Linked DNA regions of Mus musculus: region 1 is linked to region 2. A link is a contact called in public HiChIP or PLAC-seq data. All regions are on one chromosome and are shown on one strand. The core of a region is the stretch at or near the end of the contact, and the rest is flanking DNA. Distances in the headings are between cores, read along the strand shown.

What was found. HiChIP or PLAC-seq counts read pairs in DNA pulled down with a chosen protein or histone mark.
Region 1: a contact with region 2 is called in a FOXA1 HiChIP or PLAC-seq map of pancreatic cancer cells. The contact joins two enhancer-like sites. A contact is called at or near these places in 1 of 39 promoter capture datasets (macrophages), 1 of 484 Hi-C or Micro-C datasets (round spermatid), 3 of 115 datasets of contacts at active chromatin or transcription factors (bone marrow-derived macrophages, embryonic stem cells and pancreatic cancer cells) and 3 of 9 other capture datasets (adipose tissue, embryonic stem cells and liver).

Annotation. Positions count from the first base shown.
Region 1 is chr6:34,795,612-34,798,377 of GRCm38.p6, reverse strand. It overlaps Agbl3 (ATP/GTP binding protein-like 3), which reads right to left. Exons shown (of 20, transcript NM_001289656.1): 7 at 46-184. Among named protein-coding and RNA genes, the nearest start is that of Agbl3, 17 kb to the right of the region's middle. Within about 2 kb of position 1,272, at least 60 of the 459 cell types and tissues checked have an H3K27ac peak or open chromatin away from gene starts, as enhancers often do. A contact at or near this core is called in pancreatic cancer cells, where this site is marked.
Region 2 is chr6:34,541,732-34,544,431 of GRCm38.p6, reverse strand. No RefSeq gene overlaps it. Among named protein-coding and RNA genes, the nearest start is that of Gm32942, 6.2 kb to the right of the region's middle. Within about 2 kb of position 1,426, at least 77 of the 459 cell types and tissues checked have an H3K27ac peak or open chromatin away from gene starts, as enhancers often do. A contact at or near this core is called in pancreatic cancer cells, where this site is marked.

The sequences.
Region 1 (2,766 bases), core at 23-2,522, 250 kb before region 2:
GTAGCGAACGACCTACTTCCTCTAATAAAAATAATTAAAACCTACACTTTGACTACCTTCTGTAGATTACCACTCTCAAACCTTGCTTCAAACACCAGCGTGTTGTCACAGTTATCCACAGGTTGTTTCAAGGATGTTCGGTTACCCCCAACTCGGGAATACACAAAACAGGGCTCTTTGTAAGCTGGGGAGAGAAGACCAAATCAGCAACAGTAAGACAGCCAAGTAATTTCACAGATGACATGTTTCTAAATAATCCACAGATCAAAGAAGTGCATCACAGGCAGATTACACAATATTTTGGGCAGAATGACAAAACACATACTACATCAATTTATGGGCTGGAGTAGACACTGTACATAAGAAAGCTTACAGCTTTAAATGCTGGGTTTTAAACACTAGACAGATTTAAAATCAGAGACTAAGTTCTGGATTCTGCTTAGGACACAAATCACTAGAAAGTGTATTTTCTTAGTCTTGGAACAGCAAAAATACTGTGAGTAAATTTACAATGCTTTTTTGAACTACTGAAAGTTCTGTTGTCTGTGGTTGAAGGACAAATTCCCACTTCAAAATCTAAGGAAGACCCTTCTAAAGGAGAGGTGGGTTATAATTGCTGGTTTATTCTGTGTTGGCCACAATGATGAACACTCACTTAAAAAGGTAATCATTGAGGGCTGTCTAGATGGTCAGTGGTTTTGAGGCCATTCTGCTCTTGGAGAGAAGCTGAGTTTGGTTAGCAGCACTCACAAGCATTAGGTGGTTCACACTGCCTGTATCTCTAACGCCTGTACCCCCACTACACCAGGACTCGTGCACACATCCCCACATCCACACAAGAGACACAGAATTTAAAAATAATGCATCTTTTAAAAAGGTTTAACCAGTCATCAAAAGGTTGAGTATGGGCTACAAAGATAGAGCAGACTCACTGAGAAGATATGAAGGATATATGGGCATAAGGGAATTTAAAGTTCTCTTATGGACATACCCAGATAGTCACAAAATTTTTTCTGAGAAAGCATTTACAATGTATAAAACTCTACCTAGATCATCTCTCCCTCTTCCTTATATAACAAAACATTAAATTCTTGAGAAGTAAGGACAATAAACACTGTTAGCTTTAGGACACTTGTATTTATATGCAGTATCTGGGAAAAGAAAACTGTTCCCAAAATCCCAAAATCCCAAACCCCTTACTACTCTGCAATAGGCAGGAATTACCAGATGGAACCGGATGTTCTGTTGCTGACACTGGCATACTGCAAAGGCCTCTGTCTGAGAATTAGGGGCGTGGTGCATGACTAAGGTTTAATCAGAACCACAGAGTTCACCCTCTGTCTCCCCAAATGTCTAGCAGGCCATGAGTAAAAAGTAACAAGGACTTTTTAATGGGAGAATACAGAGTTCAGGGAGAATTTCCCTGCAGTGTAGAAGAAGGATACGAAGCTAAGAATGATCCAGAACTGAGAAATAGTCTCTGCATTATTCTAAATGGCGACGGAGGGGATCTGCTCTGTGGTGCTGTAAAGGTAAGAAGACTAAAAATAAATGTCTTGCCAGCTTCATCCCTAACGTGACCGAATCATCACCATCATCACACCTCCTCATACGCTTAAAGACTTAGACCCTGGAATTTTTTTTCAGTTTTCACACATAAAAATTATTTGCTTTTCTTTACCACCTAGATAAGATCTCCAGTTTTCAGCAAGAGGATTTCAACACATATATATTTTCCTGAACATACACAGAGAAAACACTACAGACATGAGTCTAGAGGGAAAACTACATAAGCAGTCTAATATAATGAAGATGCTGGCTCTATCAGGTAAAGACTTCAGAAGGAGTGAGTGAGTTAAGGACCAAGCATAAAAGAATGTGCAAGATCAGATGGAGATGTAAGAAAGCGTCGGATAGAATATGACAATGAAAAACAGTAATGGAAGTTGAAACTGCCTCTGATGAGCTCAGCAGGAAATACTCAACAAAATGACAATGGTGAACAGAAACAGCCAAAACTCAAGCAGGAGTTTCTAACAACAAATTAACATAAAGCAAGCACAATAAGCTTGCGTTCCTATGACCCAGGAACTGTTAGACAGTACCAAGTTACCTAATATCCTCATGACTGAAATCCTAGGAGAGGGTTAAGCAGAAAAGATGTGTGAAGAAACAATAGTTGAGATTCTGACATTAGTCACTGACACCAAAGCAAAGTTTTTAAAAGCTCAAGTGCCAAAGTACGAATATACATGATACACCCCATAGTTCAACAAGAAGCAAGGCCCAAGTGAAGGTGCTTAAATCCCACTTAGAAAGGGGATCAAAACAGTCATGGGAGGCAGAGAGAAGGAGGGAACTGGAAGGTAGAGCAGAGGTGGGGGTGGGGGTGGGGACATGGGGGGCGGTTGGGAGAGGAGAGGAAAAGGGGAGAAGATCAGGTATGAGGACAGACAGGAAAGAGGCCCAGAGTGCCAGGAGTGTATTTATTTAAAAAAATTTTTTTTGGGGGGTGGGGGGTTTGAGACAGGGTTTCTCTGTATAGCCCTGGCTGTCCTGGAACTCACTTTGTAGACCAAGCTGGCCTCAAACTCAGAAATCCACCTGCCTCTGCCTCCCAAGTGCTGGGATTAAAGGCGTGCGCCACTATGCCTGGCACTAAAATTGTTTTTTTTTAAAGAGCTATTTATTTTTATATGTGTATTTGAGTGCCTGTGTGTATATATACATTTTGTGCATGTCTAGGTCCATGGAAGCCAGAAGAGG
Region 2 (2,700 bases), core at 177-2,676:
TTTATAATCTATGGTTCCCTTTAAACCCAATGTAACGTAACAAGCCTATAATTCAAAACACATTCGTGCAGAATGTAAAATATATACTGTACAAGCCCACGCATAAAAGAAGCCACGTTCCCTTCAGGCCTCCCACCGAAAGAAGACAACATTTTGTCAAATAATCTGACTTGTGTGTGTGTGTGTGTGTGTGTGTGTGTGTGTGTGTGTGCGTGCGTGCGTGCGTGCGTGTGTGTACACACGCGTGCGCACCCCGCTCTCCTCTCTGCCATTTTCCTGTCAATTAACTGTTCGGTTTCATGTGGGTCCTCTCCCTGGTATGTGAGTGCAGGCTAAGCATTTGTTTTCCTTGAGGACAGACATTCCCTGCTGTGCTTTTCCTGGATTTGAACTATTTTTATTATTTACTTTATGTTACCATGGAGATGGGGAGATCACAGATGTTAAGAGTCGGAGTCCAGGGCCACAGGAGACGTTCATCATTGTACTTGGTATGAAGCGGCCTCTTGTTCCCCGTGGCTGTGGAGTCTAGTGTTTATTTGATAAAGACGTTCCTAATGAGGACTTGAGCCTAACGAATAACACAGAATTCCGCTTCACCTCCACGCATGACAGGGAGTGATCTATTGGAGGGGAAGGTGGGCTCATGAAAACAGATTCTCAGCTGTCTGTCAGGGTGGTTCTTTAACCCCCTGCAGGAAACAGAACTGCATCGGAACAAGAGACCCATTTATCACTATTTGCAGCACGCACCCCACCCCCATCTGAAATGAAACTTTCCCAAATGATTCACTCCTGCCCTTCCAGGAAACAAAGCAACTGAGAACTAGCCAGGACTCCGCCACCGTCATTAGTAGGCATCTGAATATTTCTGGGCAGGCAAGGTGTGAGTCTGGACACAGCAGAACACAGCAGGTCCTGCCTGCAAAGGCAGCGTGCTAAGAGCTATTATGCCTGGGCTACAGGATACATGCCCTCCAAAGCAGAAGTTCAAAATTCAACTTTTATTACGTCCAAGGCTCCACACAAGTCAAAGTTTACCAAATCAAGACAGATAAGGAAATAAAAAGCCACTGCCGGGATTTTCCAGTAATTGGTTCTGATTTACAGTTACAAACAGGTTAACTCACCAAACTCATTCCCGCAAGAGCTGATCAAGGTGAGCTGCTGGCCACTGGAACTATCTTAACCAGACCCATGTCCCCTGAAGTTCTCTTAAGGTCATCAATGGCAAGGCTAATGGTATCCAACTAGAACAGGGCAAACACACTGGCTGGTATCCAAAGGCTGCGACCATTACAGACTTCCGGTGTTTTGAGGAATCACACCCACTCAGATTCTCTGAACACTCATCTGTTGTCCCTCTAGGGGACTTGGTTTCCTTGATTCCTGTTACCTGGTGGCTGGAGTGACATTTTATTTAGATTGGCTGTGTGCCTCTTCCCAAGCTCTGCCCTGAGTGCCATACCTGAACTCCCCGTAAGCAGCCTGGAGTTCCTCCAGCCCCACGGCTCTGCCTGCCTCTCAGCTTGCTCTTCAGAACTTTTGCCATTTTCCCTGTAAGGGTATTAGAACTTTTTTTCTGTCTTCCCTTTCTTCATTTTTTTCCTCTGTCTCTCTTGTCTTATTTTTTTGTCCAAAGTTCACATTTTCTCTTTAAGCAACTGATTTTCATTTCTTAATGCCTTTTCATATTTGGTTAGAAAATTAAGGTTACCATAATCAAAAGTATTGGTGGCAGAAAGAACACTGGGCTGCCCCAGACCTCAGTGCTAACATTTACTAGCCGTATAAGGTTGGAGAAACAGTAATGTCTCTGAACCTAATTTATCAAACCAGGATAACAATCTAACTGCAGAGTAGCTGTGAGGGCATGACAAATTTTACTAGGTTCTCAGTAAAAGTGGTCCTCCTTCCCTCCCTCCCTCCCTCCCTCCCTCCCTCCCTCCCTCCCTCCCTCCCTCCTTCCCTCTCTTCCTCCTTCCCTGTTCCCTTCCTTCCATCTTTCCAATTATTTTTGTCCTGCCCCCTCTCTCTTTTTGCAATACTAAGAATTGAATCTAGGGTCTTGTGTATGCTAGGCAAGTATTTCCCAGTGAGCCATACATCTTGACTGTTTCAAAAATTTGTTTGAAATGTGGTTTCATTAAGTTACCCAGGCTAGTCTTGAACACATTGTATAGGCAAGATGGGCCTTGAACTTTTGACTCTCCTGCCCCCATCTTCTGTGTAGCTAGAATTATGGGGGGCACCACCAGGCCTATCAAGTCTTTCATTTAACAATGGCCCATTTGGGAAGTGTTGTTCATGTAGGTGCGACATCTATGTAACAGTGACAAGATGATCAGAAAAAAAAAATCTAAAAGTCCACAGATTGCCAAAAATTGCTAAGGACATGAGCTTTCATCCTTACAAAGCATCAAATTAAACTGTGGCAGTGTGTGAATATTGGCAGAAGATGCCAGCTTCCCGGGTCTAAGATAAAGGAATTCCCTCGTCACAGCCAGTCTTCTAACGGCAAGGGCATCTTGGACGGTAACCCTCTTCAACTTAAAACCAGTTAGGCTGCCATTGGTGTGTTTCTAAACCCAGAGCAAGTCCTTGACCAACTGGGTTTATTTGTTTATTTGAATTTGGGAACTAGTTTCTGTTCCCATATTAGATACATGCTTATATAGAAGTCCTTTTCTTTCGCATTAA